2 separate regions of the Sus scrofa genome follow, and region 1 is linked to region 2. Evidence: chromatin contacts called from public Hi-C data. All regions are on one chromosome and are shown on one strand. Each heading gives the region's core, a stretch centred on a gene start, on an enhancer-like site or on the middle of the called end of the contact. The rest is flanking DNA. Distances are from core to core; before and after follow the strand shown. Region 1 overlaps NFE2L2 (nuclear factor erythroid 2-related factor 2). Region 2 holds the start of HOXD8 (homeobox protein Hox-D8).

Evidence for each region. A called contact is a pair of places that touch in the nucleus more often than the background predicts.
Region 1: a contact with region 2 is called in a Hi-C map of retroperitoneal adipose tissue, with 2.0 times the contacts expected there. The contact joins the enhancer-like site here to the promoter of HOXD8 in region 2. A contact is called at or near these places in 3 of 47 Hi-C or Micro-C datasets (embryonic fibroblasts, mesenteric adipose tissue and retroperitoneal adipose tissue) and 1 of 2 datasets of contacts at active chromatin or transcription factors (skeletal muscle).

What each region holds. Positions count from the first base shown.
Region 1 is chr15:82,999,068-83,001,767 of Sscrofa11.1, reverse strand. All of the region lies in intron 3 of NFE2L2 (nuclear factor erythroid 2-related factor 2), which reads left to right. Among named protein-coding and RNA genes, the nearest start is that of HNRNPA3, 42 kb to the right of the region's middle. Within about 2 kb of position 1,302, at least 16 of the 83 cell types and tissues checked have an H3K27ac peak or open chromatin away from gene starts, as enhancers often do. A contact at or near this core is called in retroperitoneal adipose tissue, where this site is marked.
Region 2 is chr15:81,929,516-81,932,215 of Sscrofa11.1, reverse strand. It overlaps HOXD8 (homeobox protein Hox-D8), which reads right to left and starts at 1,293. Exons shown (of 3, transcript XM_021076351.1): 1 at 1,128-1,293; 2 at 4-151. The coding sequence starts at 28.

The sequences.
Region 1 (2,700 bases), core at 53-2,552, 1.1 Mb before region 2:
GTTTTCATCCTTGGTCCTTCTCAAGGAAACAGAATTTAAACGCACTCTGAGAAACCAACCCTCAAGGACGGGAACAGAGCTGGCTTGCTCTGCGCTGCCCAGCGCCGCTCCTGCCCCAGCTCATGTGTTCTTCCTCCGCTGGTTCCCAAGCTGAGAGCAGGCTCAGAATGAGAACCAAAGTGTGGGCTCGGCTTCTCTCTTTTCCTCCAGAGACAGAGGTTCATGCTCCGCCTGAAACTTCTTTGTCAGGCTGCCTGTTTGGGAGAATCCTTGGGGCAGTGGATTGAGGGCGGGGAGACTCCCGGTGACCTTTCACTTGGAAAAAAGGTGCTGGAAGTAAAGGAGGAAAAAGAAAACTCGCAGAAAGGATTCCTCGTAATGAACCCAGGAAGGCTACTGCTTTTTGGACTCTTCTGAAGTACTTCCCTGTCCTCCTCAGCATGCCCTGGTCCTTCGATCCTTCCTCCGTGGGGAAAAAAGGGCGGGCGTTTTTGAGTATTTCCTCGAGCTGTGTTTACACTCATTATGCTTAGTTCTCTTAACAGCCCTGTTAAAGTAGGTTTTGTCACTGTCAAGAAAACTCTTTGGAGAGGTTAAGAAGCAATCCAGAGTTTGGTTTAGGAACCGGGAAACACATGAGATATTTCAAACAGAAGGGTTTTATATAGGAAATTAATTATATGGGTGATGGGACAGCCAAGAAACCAGACAACCTAGAGAGTAACAGCCTCAGGAAGACACTTGCCAGCCTTAGGGCTTGGAGGGGTGAAGTGGGGAGGTGGCATTCCAGCTCTGGCCTGCCCTCCCAGGGCTGGCACCGAGTTAGGAGCTGGGCCACTAAGAGAGGGGCTCTTCCTCCTGCCCTCCAGGGTTTCTCCAGTGTCCCTGCCCCCTCTCCCAGACTCTTGGTGGAATGGGAGCAGGGACAGAGCAGGAGCAGTATGGGGAAGGGATCTGGAGGTCACCGGCAAATGACCAAAGCAGTCACATAGCTGGTAAGAGCTAGAGCCAGGACTGGAACATTCTTTGCCATCAAAGTCCTTGTACTTATCTTTAAACCATCTTCTTTTCAGGAACCTTAGACCAGACCTGGTGCTTGGCCTGTGGGGCACTTGTCACACCTGTGGGGGGTGGGGGGTTGCATGGGAATCCCATACAGCGGAGGTCAACTATATTCTTATGTCCGTGGAACATTTTATGCTGTATATTCCTTCTCGTTAGTGCAGCCCACATGTATTGACTGCAGAGTAATTCAGTAATAAGGAAATCTTAGGAATTCCTCTCCGGAGTGCAGATGGAGGCTCCTTCAGGGGAGTGCCCAGATTAGATAAGCAGTCCCATTGTTGGGAGGTTCTGTGTACCCACCCCATGATGAGGTCCCCTGAGGTGCCAGGGCCAGATTGATTATCTATGGAAGTTTCTGATGTTGCCAAAGGACTTGGGCCTCTGGGTCTTGAACTTGGGGTGGGGGGTGGGGCGGTGTCAGAAAGGAGGGAAAGCATCTCAGGAAGAGCTGGGGGAACTTCGTGTCTCTTCTGTTGATGTTGATGAATAAAGCCTTTTCTCCCCAGAGAGGAGTAGCTGTTCCTGCAGGACTCTAGGAAGCCTGGGGCTCCTGAGTTCACGGCTCTTGCCCGCTGCTGCAGGTTTTCAAAGTTCACTTGATTACAGCATGGTTGTGCTGTCAAGCGTCAATGTCAGGGTGTGTGCTGGCAGAGATAATCATGGAGACAGAGGGGACAATTAATTAGTCTTTCATTTCCTTTCTGTTACCAACTCACTTGCAAAGTTTTAAAGAGAACCAGCCTTTGGATGTTACATCAGAATACAGACAACTGGCAATTTCATGGGCAAGCAAAGGGGAAAAACTAACATTTACTGAACAGCTGCTGGTACTGTAGTAGGTCCTGGACATGTTCTCACTTGATCTTGACAATCTTTGGTGATGGCGGCTGTTACCCTCTTTTTACAGATGCAGAAACCTATTCAAAGAGGTAAAGTGACTGTCCAAGGCCATGCTGCTCTCCATGGCAGGACGGGGATTTAGAAAGTCCCTAATCACGGGTCTCCCTTCCCTGTTTTCCTCCTCCTTCCTTCCCTTTCTTTCCTTCCTTATTTAGTGACTGGAGGTGTTTGTTAGATGCTGACAAATGAGAGACTCCTTTACAAAGATTCATGAAGACTATGTCTCTACCTCAGGGAGCTCACTCAGTGTTCATCAAAGAGGGTGCTGCTAGCAAACGGCCTGGACTTCTCTCTTGAGTGGGGGACTGTCCCACATTACAGGATATTTAACATCATTGTGACGATCAGAAAGGACCCTTCCCCCTGCCCCCACCCTCACACAATTCCAATTGCTTCTAGGTGGTCCTCCCAGTCCCAGTAGAACCACTGTGATACAATGACTTCTGGGGACAATCTGAAGCTGTCCCTGTTTGTTCTGGATATTCCTGTTTGTTCTCAGGAAACCTCAGGCTATGAATTCCTTGTTCTTTGCAGGGAGGCCCACCATCTCCTCCGATGGCAGCGTGTTCACACCTCTTATTCTAAACTAGAGAGGGTGGTGGGAGAGAGAACACACGAAGTGATGAAAGCTCTAGAAACCAGAGGGACCAGGTACATTTCACTTCCTCAGGTAGCATGTCTCGTCCAGTTCCTTGAACACAGAGCATTTGTATTCGATCCAGTGACTGTTACTGC
Region 2 (2,700 bases), core at 44-2,543:
AACCTTGTGGTCTCATCCAGGGAAACATTTGAGAAGGAGACGAGCTCTGATTTAAGTGGTCTGGGTCCTCGCCAATATTACCACTGGACGATTTACAGTCAGGATATTGTACCAGCTCGGCCTCTTGCTGGGTCGTAAAAATCGGCTGTCTCTGTAAGTTATCGTATCCGTAAAACTTCGCGGGCTCCCCGTGACAGGCAATCCCGCCGCAGGGGGGAGGCGGCGGCGGCGGCGGCGGCGGCGGCGGCGGGGGGGCGGCCTGGTAGGCTGCGGCTGGGCTGCCCCCGCCGGGGTGGAAGTAGTCTTGGCCGGGGCCCGGACCGCCCCCACCACCGCAACCCGGCCTGGCGGGCGGCGGCGAAGGGTGCGGGTGCGCGTGCGCCTGCGGGGGCGCGTGCGGGAAGCCCGCGGCGCTGTTGCCATAGAGCTGCAAGGCGGCGGCGGCTGCGGCGTGGCGGCCGCCGACCTCGGGCGCGAAGTGACAGTCGTAGTAAGTGGGATTGATGGCCTCGCCTGCCGCGGCCGCCGCCGCGGCCGCCGCCTTGTACTTGGAGTACAGCGGGTTCACGAAGTACGAGCTCATCGGGGCGGCGGCGGCCGGGGGCCGAGGTAGGGCGGCCCCGGGCGGGCGGGCGGCGCCGAGCAGGCAGGGAGCGCGCCTCAGCGCGACTGCACTGCCGCGGGGGCCTCTGGGGCGGCTGCTCGCGCCGCTGGGGCCGCCGGGCTACTTTGGTGCCGCCGCCCGCCCGCCCGCCCGCGCGTCGCCTCTGAGGCCGGGCAGCCGCGGGCACTCGGCTACTGGGCGTTCATGCTCCGCTCTCGCGCCCGTCTCCTCGGCCTCGCGCCGCCTCCCTCGCGGGTCGCGGGGCCTCACCCAGCCCCCGCGTTCCACCGCCCGCCCAGCCTCTCCCGGCGCGCGCCGGCTCGGCCGCAATAAAATCGCCGACGCCCCGGGTGACCTGTCCCTCTGCCTCCACTGTTTCCTCTCAGGCACCAGGCGGCCCTGAGCGCACCGGGACAAGAAAAAAGTGCACCCGACCCACGGGGACACTCTTTGGCTTCGGTTTACAACCCCCGCTCTGGAGGGAAAAGGAAAAAAACACCCTCTGCCCGCCGCCACCTCTCACCTCGCCCCCCCTGTAGCCCCCTCCCACAGCTCTCGCCGCCGCTGCCGAGGCTTCCGCCCCGGTGCGCCCCGGCGAGGCATTTTCGCACCACGCCACTGCGCGGAGAGGGAGCGAGATGGGCGCGAGATAACCGCGCGGAGGGATCCGTGCGGAGGCGACACCGCTGTTCCCGACGGGACGCCTCACGCCGGACGGGAGATGCCTCCGCCGGCCTTAAAGGGGGCCCATAAAGCCGCACTGCCAAGGGCTCGTCTTGCCCCTCGGGGCCGAGGGAATGAGGACCGCAGCCGGCAGGGCGGGGGCGCGGCAGAGCCTTACACTTGGGGGGAGGCAGGGAGGCCACTCCCAGGAGGCTGTGGAGCAAATGACTCCCTTCCTGGGCCCCTAGAGCAGCCCCTCAGAGGTTGGCCCTGGCTTTTACGGCTCTAGACACGAGCATGCAGCCCAAGGAACATGGGCAAGTGGTGTAGATGATCCAAACCGAATATTTGAGTTAGGTCCTGTGCAAGTGGTTTGATTAAAAGCCACAAGGGTGACCCCAATACCTTGCATTATCAAATCGAATCTAAGCCCTTCTTTTCCAGCCGAGAGGGCCTTGTGGAAATGAGATGTACATTTACCCTTGACGCACTGCACGCCTGGCTGAGGCTCCCAGGTTAATTGATATTTAATGGAAATCATGCCCATGAATATAGTTTCCATCATTTCACCCTTGATAGACGTCAGCACCGGGCGCCGGGGGGAGGCTGAAGAATGTGGCGGGCGGGGGGTGAGGGGAGGCATTAGCATTGCTGAGGGAGTAAATGGAAAAACGGACAGAAATGTTCCAAGGCGGGAAGGAGGACTCATGCTGGGGTGGGTGGTATTTCCTCGGGCAGGACGCGTGGCTCCAGGGTCTCAGCCCCTGAGCCGAGCGGACCAGGGCAGGCGGTGGCCCCGGGCGGAGTACAGGGGACTGACGCCCGCAAGTCCCCCCGCAACGAGCCTCGGGCCGGCATTCGGATCGCGCCGGTTCCAAGCAGCTGCAGGCGGCGCCCATCTTCTAAAGATTCTAGTTTATCCAAGAAGTCTGTGAAGTTACTGCTGAGAGCGGGCGCTGGGCTCAGACTAAAAAGTTACTGATTTTTCTAAAAGGAAAGAGAAGGTTCATCCTGGTTTATGAGCGAGGAGGAAGAGAAACGTCCTGTGTCATATGGATAAATCAAGTGTGAATCGGCATGATATCCCTGGTTTTAGAAGCTTGCTCTGAAGTCACTTGCCATTACACCACCATTCGCCTTCTCTCCTCCACATCCTCCCTCCCCTTCCCCTCTGGCGTTAATGTCCTATATAAGTAATAGGTCTCCGTTGAGTGTGTTTTCCCTTGCCCACACTGCCTTTCTCGTAGAGTCTTTGGGTGACCCATTTCCTTGGGATAATTCACTGTTGTGAGGACTCCAGGCCCAACGGCCTGGGAACGGACCTCAGAAACACTCCCTGAGCCCACCGAGGGGCTCCCGCTGTAGCTAAAACACACCACGCCAGCTTTTCACGCCAAATGCAAATGTCTAAAACCTTCACACAGCTCCCAAAG